Linked DNA regions of Arachis hypogaea: region 1 is linked to region 2. The links are chromatin contacts, called in public Hi-C maps. All regions are on one chromosome and are shown on one strand. Each heading gives the region's core, a stretch centred on a gene start, on an enhancer-like site or on the middle of the called end of the contact. The rest is flanking DNA. Distances are from core to core; before and after follow the strand shown. Region 1 overlaps LOC112755754 (trafficking protein particle complex II-specific subunit 120 homolog). Region 2 holds the start of LOC112755753 (homeobox protein knotted-1-like 3).

Region 1 (7,392 bases), core at 469-2,968, 70 kb after region 2:
TATGTAACTGAGTACTGATGATGAGTCAATATCAGCTATTTTTTTTATAAAATTTTATTTTAAAAACTGTTAAGTGTCTAGTATTTTTCTTCTTTGTTTTTACTTTATATTTGAATTAATACTAATTAATTTTTTATTTTTTAAAAAGTTGATCAATAATATTCTAAAGATGCAAATAAAACTAACCAACCAAGCACAATAGTATAGCTAGGTTTTTCACATCCTTCTTTTTAATGATACAAAAACTAATTTAAAGATAATTCACGAGATATAACATAAAAATAATGTTGAAAATTATTACAAGATAGAAACAATTTCAAAATATCTGTTTCTATTAATTCCTTCTTTTCTCCAAAACAAATTCTGTCCACACTGTTGTTCTTCAAGGTGGACAATAATTAAAAAGCTACCTAATATAACAAGACACGTAGCTTGATATATATGTTACTATTGTTTTAACTTTTAAACATGGTTATCCAAAAAAAATGGAAGTTGGTAAAATGTCAAAACATTGATGGTCCTGTATTGTAGTATTTCCATGAAGTCAACTAAACATGAAAATCAATTAATGATGAAGACTCCGTGGCAATTCACTACGTAGTTTCAAAGTCACCAAATAACAAAAGTTGATTTGTTTTCACATTTTTATATTTTTTTGGTTTTTTTTTTCCCAAGAAACAAAGAGAGTCTATTTCACATGCTACTATCCTTGTTGAAAAAGGGTGTGTGTGTGTGACAATTAAGCTGCTATTTCGGTTGGTTGCTTGTTATGAATTAAATGATGCCTCAACTTTGTGCCACCAAATAAATTAGAGACTCTCCTAATTAAAATGGTCCAATCTTAAATTTGTGGTAACTTTTGCAATTGGCAAGTTATAATGAAAAAGTAAATAATTAATTCTTCTACTAAAACAACAGTGAAAGCAACTCACACCCTAATTTGTCATATTCAAAATCAAAACCTTAGATACTTGAACCATTACAGAATTTAAAAGAAAAATTAATTAAAGGATTTAGTTAATAAATATCTTAAAAAATTTAAGCTTTTTTTTTATATTTTTAATAAATTTTGAATATATTAATGTATTAAAAATATAAAAAGGTTATTATTTTAAGTGTCCTTAACAAATACACTCAAAACATTTGCTAACTATTTCCTTTATTACAATCAAAGTCTCGTTTTGATGCGAAATTGTGGTAGATTCTCTAGAGGTGTTTTAGTTTATTATTGATTAGAGGAAGAATTCATTATGAGTAGGGCATTGGGGTCTAAATGTTAATTTTAAATAAGGGCGTTTGCAAGGTTATGACAATATAAAGACAAGGAATTCAGCTCGTACCTTCGAGGTTTTAAATTTAAACCATATTATCATCAATATATAAAAAGAGTTGAAAGTTGAAATAATTTTCGAAAGACATATTGAGTATTGACCAACATAGCCTGAGTATTTTCCGTTTTTTGTTTTTGGAAAACCAACAATAAATAGGCCCACGAATCATGGGTATCTAAATTATCCAATACCAAGAAAATGTGTGGGCCAAGGCTTGGTGTAGTGGCAATATTTAACATATGCAGCAGGTTTCATGGAAGTCCAATACTCTGAAACAATAAACTCTTAACTACTTGGGATTATTGGATTGACCGTTGTCTCCCAACCAGTAAACTTATCTATACAAGAATGCATGACCCGCAACTGAAGCATGGATGATATCATAGATTTGACTGCCTTTTAAAGAGCTACACCCTGACCCAAAAAAAAAAAAAAGATACACCAAGTTCAAATTCCAACTAAGACTGAGATGAGATTTAATAACCTTTAGTGTGTGAATTGTGTATTTAATAATAAATTTGAGCATGTTGGCAACTATCGCATCACAGCACAATCGAATTTGACATGATTTACAGTTGAAACCTCAATGTCTTCAGTTGGATTCTTAATTTGGAGAGCACAGCTCCAAGAAATATCAATCAGAAGAACCCAGGGGGATCATATGAAAAACTCGTACAAATGATAACACCCTAAATCTACAAAATATAAGCTCATGAAGTTCACATCGTATTCATAGACAAAAAATGTCAAGCAGTTCCGTGAACACGAACGTGATACGGTGGTCCCCGGCAGAAAATTGGCTCGGATGGTGAGGTGGCCTTTGCACGAGCACGTAGAATGTCGCTTGGATTATCAATCACTGCTGCGGCTAATAGTGTGTACTCTCCCGGGACAAGAAAATGCAAGCAGAAAGAATGTTTGATTTGTTGAAGTGGGGGAATTTCCACACTGATGTCACTTAGAACACCTGAAAAACATTGATTATAGCAAAAACATAATAGTGTTAGAAAAGTTTACAAATGCATGCCAATTGCAGAAAGTGGAAAGCAATTATTATGGGCATTACCTGTCCATAAAACAGTTGCTTTGGTTCCATCGACACAATTCTCCCCAGCTACATCTCTGCATGTAATATTGAAATTGATTTTGATCATATCCTTTGTGTTATTACGAACCAGAACCTCCATTGGCGTCATTTCATGTGCAATCACTGAACCTCTGGAAGCAGAAGATTCGACGATATTAGATTCTTTATCAGGATCAGGTTTTTCTGATTCAACATCATGTCCAGTGAGCCTGAACATGAAAGTCAGTGGATCTGGCAGCAGGACATCCATGATTGATGTCTGCAATGCTGCCTGGATCGCGTCCTTGATATTCAACTCGCCAGAGCTATTACGTCCCGAATGCCACCGGACCTTGATCCTGGAGATAAGGCTCTTGATACAAGCATTGAGCTCGGCTTTTGTGTTCTTTTGAGAGAAGGGTGTGCTTCTGCCATCTGCCTGATTGTCCCTCATGAAAAAGGAATCATCAAGAACAGGTAATTTGAAATGCTTGAGTGGCACTAGAACCCTTGCCGAGCAATCCCTATCGATTCTTGTCTTAGGATAGCTGTGTTCAGCAGCATCCTGATCAACAGAATGATTTCCCTCGTTGCTAGATTTGTCTAGTTTGATGGAGACATTGATTTCAAACACAATGTCAGTTGGATTAGATAACTCGAGTTCGAGAAATCTCAGTCCCCAACTTCCTCTGGAAGGATTTATCTTCACCAATTTGTCCATGTTTGTTGTAGAGTCAAAATGTCCTGTGGAATCTAGATCATCAACCTTGGGAAGATTTTCACCGACATGGGCAGGAAATTCCATTGAAAGAAGCTGAGCCTTTACGAAAGACAAACCCTGCAAAACACAAATCTGCAAGGGAACAACAAGGCGTCTGCCAGGGGGCACAGTAGATGCATTTGCTGGAGTATCTCCAGTGGTTTGAAGTGGTCCTGAAACAAAAATGGAAAGAGTATTATTATCATTCTCCTATAAAGAATGCAATCTGCCACATGCTGGAAGATCCATAGTGAACCTTATTTTATCCACATATATGGACTGCCCATGATGGAATAATATACAAGAGAACACCGATGTAACCTAAGTAGCACATGTACTGACATGGACCCTTGACACAACATGGACAGAGACACTAACTCTTCTAATAGCAGAATACAAACACCCATTTGTATATTAAAAATTGTTCAAGATGTCTATATATTCAAAATTTACAAGCATCAAGGTGCAAATATTTACCACTTTGTAAGCTCCTCACATGGGACATATGATTAGTACTTTCAATAAAAAAATATGGGATATCAATACTTAATATTGGATGCATGTCTGATGTGTGTCATATTCTGTCTGTGACTTTCACACACTGACGTGTAATGGACCAGCCATGCACCAATAAGTTGGCATCTCTGGAGGAGAGGAAGACAAGGGAAAATTGAAAAAGGGGAATGACAATGATTCAAATGTTGAGGTCCACTAATATAACGTTTCATCTTAGCATGTTCTGATGCAACTACCACAGAGTGATTAGTCTCATGTTTTGGATCGAAATAAAGGTACAAAGAAATGGGAGCAGACAGTATAAATTGCAAAACTAAAGCCTACATGGCTACATTGAGAATATCTATGCATATTTGACAAATATATAACTCTAAAAGGGCCATTAACACCACCAAAAAGGAGGTAAAAGATAAATTGATGAAGAAGAAAGCAAGAAACAATCAGAATCTGTGTTTTTAAAGTGGTACCAGCATAGTGGATCATAAGTGATGGACTGCTTCCATCTTTGATGTGCCTCACATTGCTTCCAGAGACAGCCTTCCCACCACCAGCATCAACATCCACTGATCCAACCTGCCAGGCTCGCAAGGTCACACGAATTGTCACTTCAGCACCAGGCTTTAGAGGGAGGCAAGATTTTAAAGTCTCACTAGAATATGAAATCACAGAATCTTGATTTTTCCCTGACAGTGAAATATGCGCCTGCTCAATTGCAACTGTGCCTGCATTAGCCAGACTTATCCATATATCACGAATTTCACCTTCATATAAAATGATGGCACCATCACCTCCAACAACACGTGATATCAGCAACGGAAGTGGTGGAACTACAGAAATATTTGGAACTGTTACATTCTTCAACTTTGGAGATCCACAAGATCGGAAAGGGTCAGAAAGGACAAGCCCTTGGGTGGCCCCAAGAAGCAGATTGTCAACCTCTTTAAAAAGATGCTCAGTAATAACACCAAAACAATGAACAATGCACCCAGGAATTGTAACCGGCCCCACTGATGTTGGAATGCCTGATAAGGTGATCACTTTCGATGAATTTGGCAAGAGTTTTACACTCATGGGAAAAGCATCTAAGTTTCCTGAATGAACAGATAGGTATATGCTGTCAACCCTTAAATCAAAGCCACATGGGTTTGCCAATTCCACCATGACCTGGATAGGCTCTCCAACAACCCAGATAAGTTCTTGCTTCTTGACATTGATTGGATCTCCTTTACTGAAGGGTGTATAAATGAATGGACCTGAAGGAGCAGAACCTGCCCACCAGTCTGGTCTGGCTGGATTCCGTTTTACAATGTCCATTTGTATCGGGAGGAGCGGAAAAGAATGCAACCTGAAAACAATTAGTAAACAAACTGTTACCCTTTGTCCATTTGTATTGAATAGTCATGATGTAAATTGTCGAACTGGAAATTAAATCTTTAACAGAGTAAACACCTTATAAAAGGTAAAGCAGGATCAGCACATCGTGTCCCTGGTGGCAGCCTATCTGCTGAATTTGAAAGGGCATTTGCAAGGCCATTTTGACCACCAGGAGTTATTAGAGGATAGTAGTGTCTGAGAAGTCGGGCTGCAGCACTCCATGCAGTAAGAGGATCTCCAGCACGAACTGCAGAGAGCAGAATTTCTCTCAGCACAACCATCTGGAGGGTACTCCATTGAGATTCGAATAATGAAACTGCTGATTGGTGATAAGTTTTCCCGCCATCTCCATTTCCCTTCTGTGAATAATTAATGGTATGAATTACATTAAAAATGAATTATTTTATTAAGAAAAAACTCTTCAATCTATCAATGTCGTTTTGAGACTCTAATTTCAGTCAAAGCTTTCATGCTAGATTTTTCACCTTCAATAATTTATATGATGTACTTAAAATTCAAAACAAGATGCCGGGAAGGTTCAGGTAGTGCACACATGATGTGTAGAAGTAAGAAAATTCAAGTTTCAAATCAAAATGTATCCATCCAAGGCATAACATGATCATATATCTTTTTAAAAAAGCAAGGCCTGTGTGACTAGGCAGTTCAATATTCAAAAGAGATATGGTGCATAGATAGCTCAGTGTTGTAAACTCACATTTTTCTGAGAATGATCTGATATTGAGGATCTACTTTGAACATGATACGCTTTTGTTGTCATTGCCAAAACTTGCATAGCACTAATTGCAGCCAATCGATTTTCTTGCTGAAGATATAACTGAGCAACCTGCCTAGAAAAGAAAGCAGCTTTTCTCTGGTACCCAAGATTACCATACAAACGAGCAATTTCAATATATAATACAAGTCTATCACTTGCATCAATTAAAGATTTAGCACCATCGGCAGCAGTGGTCAACAACTCAACCACCTCCTTGGCCAACTCTCTCCTGCAGATTGAGAGAATACAGATCGCTGTTTTAGAAAGAATAAAACAATGGAAATACATTGATTAAAGCAGTACCACACTACAAGTTCCTCAAACAATTTCCAACACAAAGCAAAGATATATTAACTGTTTTAACTAATCAGATATAAATTTACGAAGTACTAACAGAAATGTTGATCTAATTTCTGAAAGTCAAAAATCAAAATTCACAAGGACTTGGAAACAATACATATTTTTTATTGAAGAAATACCAAGGTTAATTAATTTTACATTCATAATGCACCGACAAAGCACCTCCTACAAGAAAATAAGAATAAACCAAGATGGCACATCCATCACATAGTAAAACGACAGTACCACCTACCTGCAAAGGAACCTTGCTAATTTCAAAGTAGCTTCAAGTTCAAAAGTTATGGGAGAAACTCTGCAGCAGAGAAAAAAATAATTAAAAAACATGTTTAGCGGAGAGTTGACTCATGGAATGTGTTAGAGAGATCAGTTAATTAAAGAGTTAATATTCAAAGTGGTTCCTGAATGTGCAGTCGATCCTCAACGTCATCCCTGAACTTAAAATTATCCCAAATTTGTCCCTCAACTTAACAATGATCGTCCTTGAGATACTTTTTGGTGGTGAAATAATGACGTGGTTGGACGAAGGCCACGCTATACTGGTAAAACATCGCCGTTTCATTTTTGGCGCCCAAATAGAACATGAACGACGTCCTTTTGGGTATTTTGAGGGGTTTTAACTCCAACATGTTAAAACCCTTCAAAATATCCTAAACGATGTCGTTTATGTTCTATTTGGGCGCCAAAAATGAAACGACGACGTTTTATCAGTCTAGCGTGACTTCCAACGTGGCCTCCATCCAACCACGTCATCACTTCGTCATTGGAAAGTATCTCAAGGACAACCGCAGTTAAGTTGAGGGACAAATTTGGGGCAATTTTAAGTTCAGGAACTACTTTGAGTATTAACTTGTTAATTAAAACTCATAGAATGTGTTAAAGAGATCAGATAATTAAAACTCATAGCAGAAGTTTTACCGTTGAGTATTATCTTGTGACTTCTTGTAATTCAAGATGACACTATTATAACGATATCTAACTTCCTCCTCAACCACTGAATCTTTCTGGCCCATACGGTCAATCTGATACAACAAAATGAAGTGAAATAAATAGTGATTTTAAACTAGAAATAGTCAGATGAACAAATTTCATTACAATCATGGTCATCATATGTATATTCCTATCTCATGCATTGCCACTACATCTCATTTCATAGCACATGTTATTAAAGTAGGCATATAAACAATAAGATATTGCCATAGTGCATCCTCTT
Region 2 (7,203 bases), core at 2,228-4,727:
CTAAAAGAACCCATCTTCATCAGGCCTTCAAGCAGATATAGCTTAAAATGATTCACAATATTAGCACCTTTTGTATTAATTACCATTCTTCAATAGAAACAAATGTGGTTCTTCCTCAATGTCTTCTTCTCTTGAATCCCTTTCAATGCAACATTATTAGCCAGAAAATGTTTTCTGACTTTGCTCCATTTACATATACCGATCAGCATTGTTATCACCTGCATTGTTTCTTTTTAAAAACTAAGGTTGGTTCCAAAGCTCATGCAAAATTTTAATAAAAAATAAATGAGAAAATTACCCTACTCTTTCATAAAGTGAGGTAATTAGGTGATATTACACATTAAATAAAAGAGGATTTGGCGTGTATTTTTACAAATATAAGGATGCTATATGTAATTTCGCTTAATTTCAGGAGAGGTCAGTGTAATTTACCATAAAATAAAAATGAAGTACTTTAATTAAGAAAATACCTTTTGCGCTTGCTCTTCAAGACAGTAGAAGAAGAAGGATTGCTGTGCCAATTCCTCTTCCTCTGATTGATAAACCAATTATTAATCTGCTTTAATTGCAGACCAGTTTCCTGCACCAGCCTTGCCTTATCTTCCTCCTGAAGAAATCACATAAATGTTCAGCAATCTTTATAGAATATCCAATGTGAAGGTGGGAAAAAACACATATCAATAATTTAAGAGTTTCCCCCAGAAAAAGATGTAATGGCATTATTAAGTTCTCATTTATCAAACTTACTGTGGGGTAAGGCCATTTGGAATGGGATTGCCACCAAGCTTTAAGGACAGAGGTCGTGTCGCCGGGGAGTTTTCCTGCCCGTCTCTTGCGCAAAATTTCTTCTCTTATGTCAACAATTTTCTCCTTGTAACCCTACATAACAAAATCCAAAAAATTATACTAAAAAGAATAAAAGGATTTTAACCATATGTGAAGATATTTAAAATTAAGGTACATTAAAAAGCAAAAATCATTCCCTTACATTTTTCAATTCATGCTTTAATTCTTGTCTTACACGCTCCATGAGGGACCTCTCGTTCTCTGTCGGAATAAGAGGGCCAAACCCCATGCTATCTGTTCCATCCAAACTACCGTCAAACAGATTGGCCTCACTATCAACTTGATCATCTTCGTCGTCGGACATTGTAGCCCCTGTACCTTCTCCGGGTGAAACTCCTGTTCTCATACAGCAAGTGAGAACAATTATCAGTTTAGTACTCATAAAAAACATTTACTTTTGCTGTTTATTTTCTTGTTTTCTGCAAATGAAGTCTTTTGGCTAATTAAATCAAAAGATCAAAGAACATGCTAAGAATTTGGACAACTGGCCAATGAATTATGAATTGTTTAACACTTTTGTCAAAGTTCAAACACATGAAAATGTCATTTATCTGTTACAAACCTGTAATGCATGTGGAATTAAGAAATCCAAACCCATAACTGTCTTAGAGAGAAATAACTGTCTTACAAGCATAACTTGGTTTCATTCTTGTAAGTAAATTTTAGCTTTTTCCAGAGACATTTAACTTGTATTATGAGACAGATTTTGGCACCTGTTAAACTTTGTAAGGATTGCTCGATCTCCCAACAAGCCATTACTGCTTCCATTGCGTGGACGCGGACATGCTGCTGCAATTGTTCTTTGAAGGAGCAAAGAAGCAAAACGTAGTGCGACTGCAACAAGAAGCACGAAAAAACACCCACCCGGTAAGAATAAACCAAGAAAGAAGCAAACTACCATTGCCATCAAAGAATAAATCAAGAATCAAACATATTGCAGCACTTCAAAGATGAATCATCAAAACTGCATGTATTCATTCAATTGCTGAATTCGGCGTCGAACAAAACTAAAAAATCATCTCTAAAAGTCAAATTTGATCCACTTGCTTCCATAACCCGTCAGTTTTACATCCTATAAACAAGCAAACTTCATTCTCTTCATTTCCTCTGTTCGGCTAAACAAAACCTCTGGATCAAATCCCTAATTTAATTCCCAAAAGCCCTAAAATCATAGCAAGTAATTCATTTCAGCTGCAATCTGAAATATCTTTCATCGTCCGATCCCATAATCAAAGCCAAAACAGTAATAGTAACAATCATAATTATTAAAACCATGAAGTCACTAATTTGAACGCGATAAACTCAATTAAATCCGAAAAAAGAGGAAGAATTCCGTACGAATTAATAAACCAATCAAATAACTGCAAAAACTGGAAGTCTGTTTTACTGTACAAGCATTTAAGAAAAATAAGATTCGGTATCATAAAGTCTAAACAAACAAATACGGTTATTACGTGAGTTAGAAAGAGAAGAGAAGAGAGCACTTCTGTTAAGGGCGTGTTTGCCTGGACACAGCTTTAGAGGGAGGAAAAAAAAAATAAAAGCTTCACCACGTAATTTGCTTTCCAAAACTTTGGAAGCAAAAGAAGCAAAAGAAAATGTTCTGGAAAGTTCAGAGTCCATAGTTACCGTACTCTTCAAAACAGTGAGAGGGAGAGTTACCATGAACTGGTCGAGTTCTTTGTCATCTCCAACGCCATGGCCGAAGGCAGAGTACTTGGAGACTACATTCTGTGACTGTGCCAGCTGTGCGTCGATCCTCGGCAGCTGGTCCACCGGCGTGGCGATCCTCAGGCACGCCACGTGTGCCGACAGCAGCTGTTCGTACAGAGGGTGCGCCAGTATCTCCGCCTTCCATCTTCCAACCTGCCAATTCACCATCCCTCCTCCTCCGCCGTCACCTCCGCCACCATCTCCGACGACGGCGGCCGTCACGTCCCCCTTGGCGTTGGCAATTCCGGTCTTCAAATCGACCGGTTCGAAGTTGACACCGGTAGCGTCGAGCCACGGAGATGGCTGGGATGCGGCGGAGTCGGAGGCCGTGTGGAGATTGAGGAAATTGGAGTTGGCGTTGGTGTTATTAGCGTTGGAAGTGGCGGTGGTGTTGGTGGTGTCGGTGAAGTTGGTTCGGAGGAGTGCGTTGTTGAGCCAGCTGGGAGCGGTGGTTTGGAGAGGATCGGAGTTAGGTTTGGAGTTAGGGTGGGGAGGAGAGGAAGGGAAGGTGTTGGATTGGTGGGTGAAATGGTGAAGAGGAAGGTCGTCGTGTGAGTCAGAGACAGAGAGAGGGTTGTGGTTGTGGTAAGCCATAGAGAGAGAGAAAAGAGAGAAAGAGAGAGGAAAATGATGATGATGGTGTGTGTATGTAATTGGTGAGGGTTACTATAAACGTTTATATTTAATGGTTGGAATAAGGACACCGGAGAGACAAATGGATGAGGTACTGCCCTTTTGTCTTTGTCACAGTGCTTTTCTCGGACTCGTTAATTTTCTTCTGCTACTCACCCTGCTACTGTGATTTTCCTTTCCTTTCTTTTGGCTTCCAACCTTCACTGCCGTGTAATTAATACAAAACCTTTTCTATTTTATTTTTATGTACTTATCCTCAACAATAAAAATAATAAACATATTTAATTTTGTATTGCCGATAACAAAAATAATTCATTTTTAAATTTTAAAAATCATTTTGTTACCGTACGTAAACCGTAGTCTTATTATTATAAATATAGAGAAAAAAAAATTAGACATAACAATGAATATCGTATTAGGGCAGGAGTTAGATAAAAGATTAAAAGGAAATCAAAAATATTTATATAATAAAATAAAATTAAAATAAAATTTTGAGAGAGATTAAATTGAAATTTACATATAATTTATATATAAAAAATTAAAATTAGGAGGTCATTGTCCTAGTGGTAGAGCTTAGTTCAGACAAGGGTCATGACCCTCCCCAAATTTTTTATAAAAAATTTAGTAATATTTTTTCAAAAGATAAAAAATAATTCAATTGACTTAAATATGATTGTTTGGAATATTAGGGGTGCTTCTAATAAGTTAGCCCGTGTGCATTGCAAGGAACTTGTTAGGAAATTTAGACCTGTTTTTTTTATTGTGGTTGAAACTCACTCCCCTTTTCAGCATTTAAAATTATTCTGGGAAAAATTGGGGTATCACTCTGTTGGTATAGTAGAAGCAGAGGGGCATAAGGGAGGTATTTGGTTTCTATCCTCTATGAAGGGTGTTTGTTGTAAGTTCATTGATGCTTTTGATCAGGGTGTTACTGTTGAGGTTCACTTTGATAATTTAATTTGGAGGTGTAGTGGTATTTATGGCAGTCCTCAATTTAATAAAAGGGTTCTCCTTTGGGATTATCTTGTTGCACAATCCATGGTTTTTCAAGGACCTTGGATTGTTCTTGGTGATTTTAATGAAGTCAAATTCTCTCATGAATCTAAGGGCTGTCAGTTTTCTCATCAAAGAGTAGACATGTTTGCTACTTCATTAGGGGATAGTGGTTTGTTTGATCTGAAGACTATTGGGAGGCAGTTTTCTTGGTACAGGAGGGTGAAAAATTATATTGACGTGGCAAAAAAGCTTGATCGAGTCTGTATAAATAATAGTTGGTTATCTATCTTTCCAGAGGCTTATGCAGAAGTTTTAAATAGGCTTCAGTCTGATCATTGCCCTATTCTGGTGCGTTGTAAAGGTCGTCCTCAGCCTAAAGGGAATCGACCTTTCCGATTTGTTGCTGCTTGGGCTACTCATCCTGGGTATAGGGATATTGTGAACCAGTCATGGTGGTCTGGTAATAGAGGAATTCATGGCAAGCTTTCGGAAGTACAGAAGAATTCACTAGAGTTTAACTCGAAGGTATTTGGTAACATTTTTGTTAAGAAATGTGAATTAGAGCAGCAGATTAATTATTTACAAAAGCGTTTGGAAGTGGTGGATAGTATTTATTTGCGTCAGAAAGAGCGACAGTTGCTTGATGATTATAATAATACTCTAGTGCAAGAAGAGCTCCTATGGTTCCAAAAGTCCAGAGAGCAGTGGGTAAGGTTCGGGGATAGGAATACAAGATTCTTTCATATTCAAACTCTTGCGCGAAGGAAGCATAATAAGATTCATGGCCTTTTTCTCAAGGATGGAGTGTGGGAAACTGATCCAGAGGTTCTGAGTCAAGAAGTAGAGTCTATCTATAAAAGCTTATTCTGTCATTTAGATGATGTTGATTTGGGTTGCCTTGGTGATGTGCCTCTTCCTTCTCTAAACGAGGAAGCTTGCAATAACCTTACGGCACCAGTTACTATGGAGGAAGTCAAAGCAGCGGTTTTTCACATGAACTCTTTTAAAGCTCCGGGTCCTGATGGGTTTCAAGCTTTCTTCTTCAAAGAATATTGGGAGATCATTGGTCTTGATGTTTGGAAGATGGTTAAGCAGGCATTCTCCGGTGTTCCTCTTGATCCGAGAATGTTGGAGACTTTACTAGTTCTCATTCCAAAGGTTGAATCACCGGTATCTATGAAAGATTTCAGGCCGATTAGTCTCTGCAATGTAGTTTACAAGATCATCACGAAGGTCCTTGTTAATAGGCTTCGTCCTCATCTTGCGGAGATTGTTGGCCCGCTTCAAGGAGGATTTATTCCGGGACGAGGAACTCCTGACAACATCATTATTGCCCAAGAAGTCCTCCACTTTATGAAGAAGACTAAATCAAAGAAAGGCACACTGGCATTTAAGATTGATCTGGAGAAAGCTTATGACAGAGTTGACTGGAGGTTTTTAGCTCATACCCTTAAAAGCTTTGGTTTTTCTATTCCTACACTTAATTTGATTATGAATTGTGTCACTGGTTACTCCAAAAAAATATGGAGGTTTAGGGATTAGAGATCCTTATTGTGTAAATATTGCTCTTCTTGGGAAGCTAGTTTGGACTTTCTTCCAGCAGCCAAACAAGCTATGGGTCCAATTGTTGGATGCCAAATACCGATCATCTCTATATGACTGTTTTAGTTATCCTAAGAACAAGGACTCTCCCATTTGGAGGTGTCTTTGCAAGGCTTGGGAAGTGTTGAAGGATGGGTTTGCTTGGTGTATTGGAGATTTGAACCAGAATTTTTGGTTTTCTAGCTGGAGGAAAGAAGGACGGTTATCTAATGAGATCGATTATGTTCACATTTCTGATTCGAATCTCCGAATTCAGGATATTTGGTCGGTTAGTAGGTGGCATTTGGATACTCTTTATTCTCCTTTATCTCAAAATCTGAAAGATAATATTCTTTCTTACAATCCAGATGAACAAGCAGGTCCGGAAGTGGGTTGGTATTGGAGTGGGTCTGCTGCCAAAGTCTATAACTCTCGCAATGGTTACTTGTGGTTGTGTAAGCAGCTGTTTGGTTGGGAGGAGCGGGAGAATTGGCTTTGGCTTTGGCGCCAGCTTGTTCCGGAAAAGCATAAATTTTTGGCTTGGTTGTGTCTTAAGGAGGCTCTTCCTACTGCAAGTTTTCGCTTTAGAAGAGGGATGTCGTCGTCGGATAAGTGTCCAAGATGTCTTTCTAGCCAGGAATCGGTTTTACATTGTATTCGGGATTGTCCCAAAGCTCAGCTTGTCTGGCATAGGTTGGATATTTCTTGTCATCCTTTGGATTTGAAGAACGGGTTCTTGTATCATAGCAGAGAGCATCCGTTCAAGTTCTTTTCGAGACTTTGGTGGATATGGCGAGCAAGGAATAATGACATCTTTAATCCCGATGAAACTTGGCCTCCGGAAAAAGTGATTTCTGGCATTAACTTCAAAAAAGGAGCTTAGGAATATCTTTGAATTACAACGTATGTCCCTTCCCTCTACTCTAAATGGTTTTTGGAATCCCACATCCATTGGTACTTTTAAGATTAATTGTGATGCTAGTTATTTTGGTTCGGGTGATAGTGTTGGTTTTGCTTGTGTTATTAGAGATTGTAATGGGAGCTGGCAAAGGGGGTGTTTGGGAATGATTGAGAGTAATAGTATTCTTCAAGGAGAATTGTTTGCTATTTGGAGAGGATATCTCTTAGCTTGGGATGTGGGTCAACGAGATGTTATTTGTGAGACGGATTGTGTGGAAGCATTTAATCTTGTTACTCAAGATGGTTTTGGGTTTATTGATCCACTGGTGCTCAAAATAAGAGATATCATGCATTGGAATTGGTGGGTTGACTTTCGTTTGATTATGAGAGATGCAAACACGGTGGCAGATACTATGGCAAAGATGGCGATGAAGTTACAACTTTCGCATGTGGAGCTTCTTTCACCTTGGGAAGAGTTTAAGAGTAGTCTTAAACGGGACTGTCCCTCTATTTAGGCAGTTCCTTGTTTTGTTT

The links. Hi-C and Micro-C count contacts between places; a contact is called where the count stands out from the background.
Region 1: a Hi-C map of leaf shows a contact between it and region 2, with 2.9 times the contacts expected there. The contact joins the enhancer-like site here to the promoter of LOC112755753 in region 2. A contact is called at or near these places in 4 of 8 Hi-C or Micro-C datasets (leaf and an unstated tissue).

Annotation. Positions count from the first base shown.
Region 1 is chr6:112,114,138-112,121,529 of arahy.Tifrunner.gnm2.J5K5, forward strand. LOC112755754 (trafficking protein particle complex II-specific subunit 120 homolog) reads right to left here. Exons shown (of 10, transcript XM_025804048.3): 4 at 7,098-7,201; 5 at 6,415-6,474; 6 at 5,763-6,051; 7 at 5,123-5,406; 8 at 4,141-5,018; 9 at 2,398-3,330; 10 at 1,797-2,298. The coding sequence ends at 2,078. Among protein-coding and RNA genes, the nearest start is that of LOC112755754, 6.2 kb to the right of the region's middle. Within about 2 kb of position 1,719, at least 3 of the 3 cell types and tissues checked have open chromatin away from gene starts, as enhancers often do.
Region 2 is chr6:112,042,450-112,049,652 of arahy.Tifrunner.gnm2.J5K5, forward strand. It overlaps LOC112755753 (homeobox protein knotted-1-like 3), which reads right to left and starts at 3,478. Exons shown (of 6, transcript XM_072197703.1): 1 at 2,476-3,478; 2 at 1,560-1,680; 3 at 989-1,182; 4 at 748-879; 5 at 471-607; 6 at 1-218. The coding sequence starts at 3,153. The coding sequence ends at 215.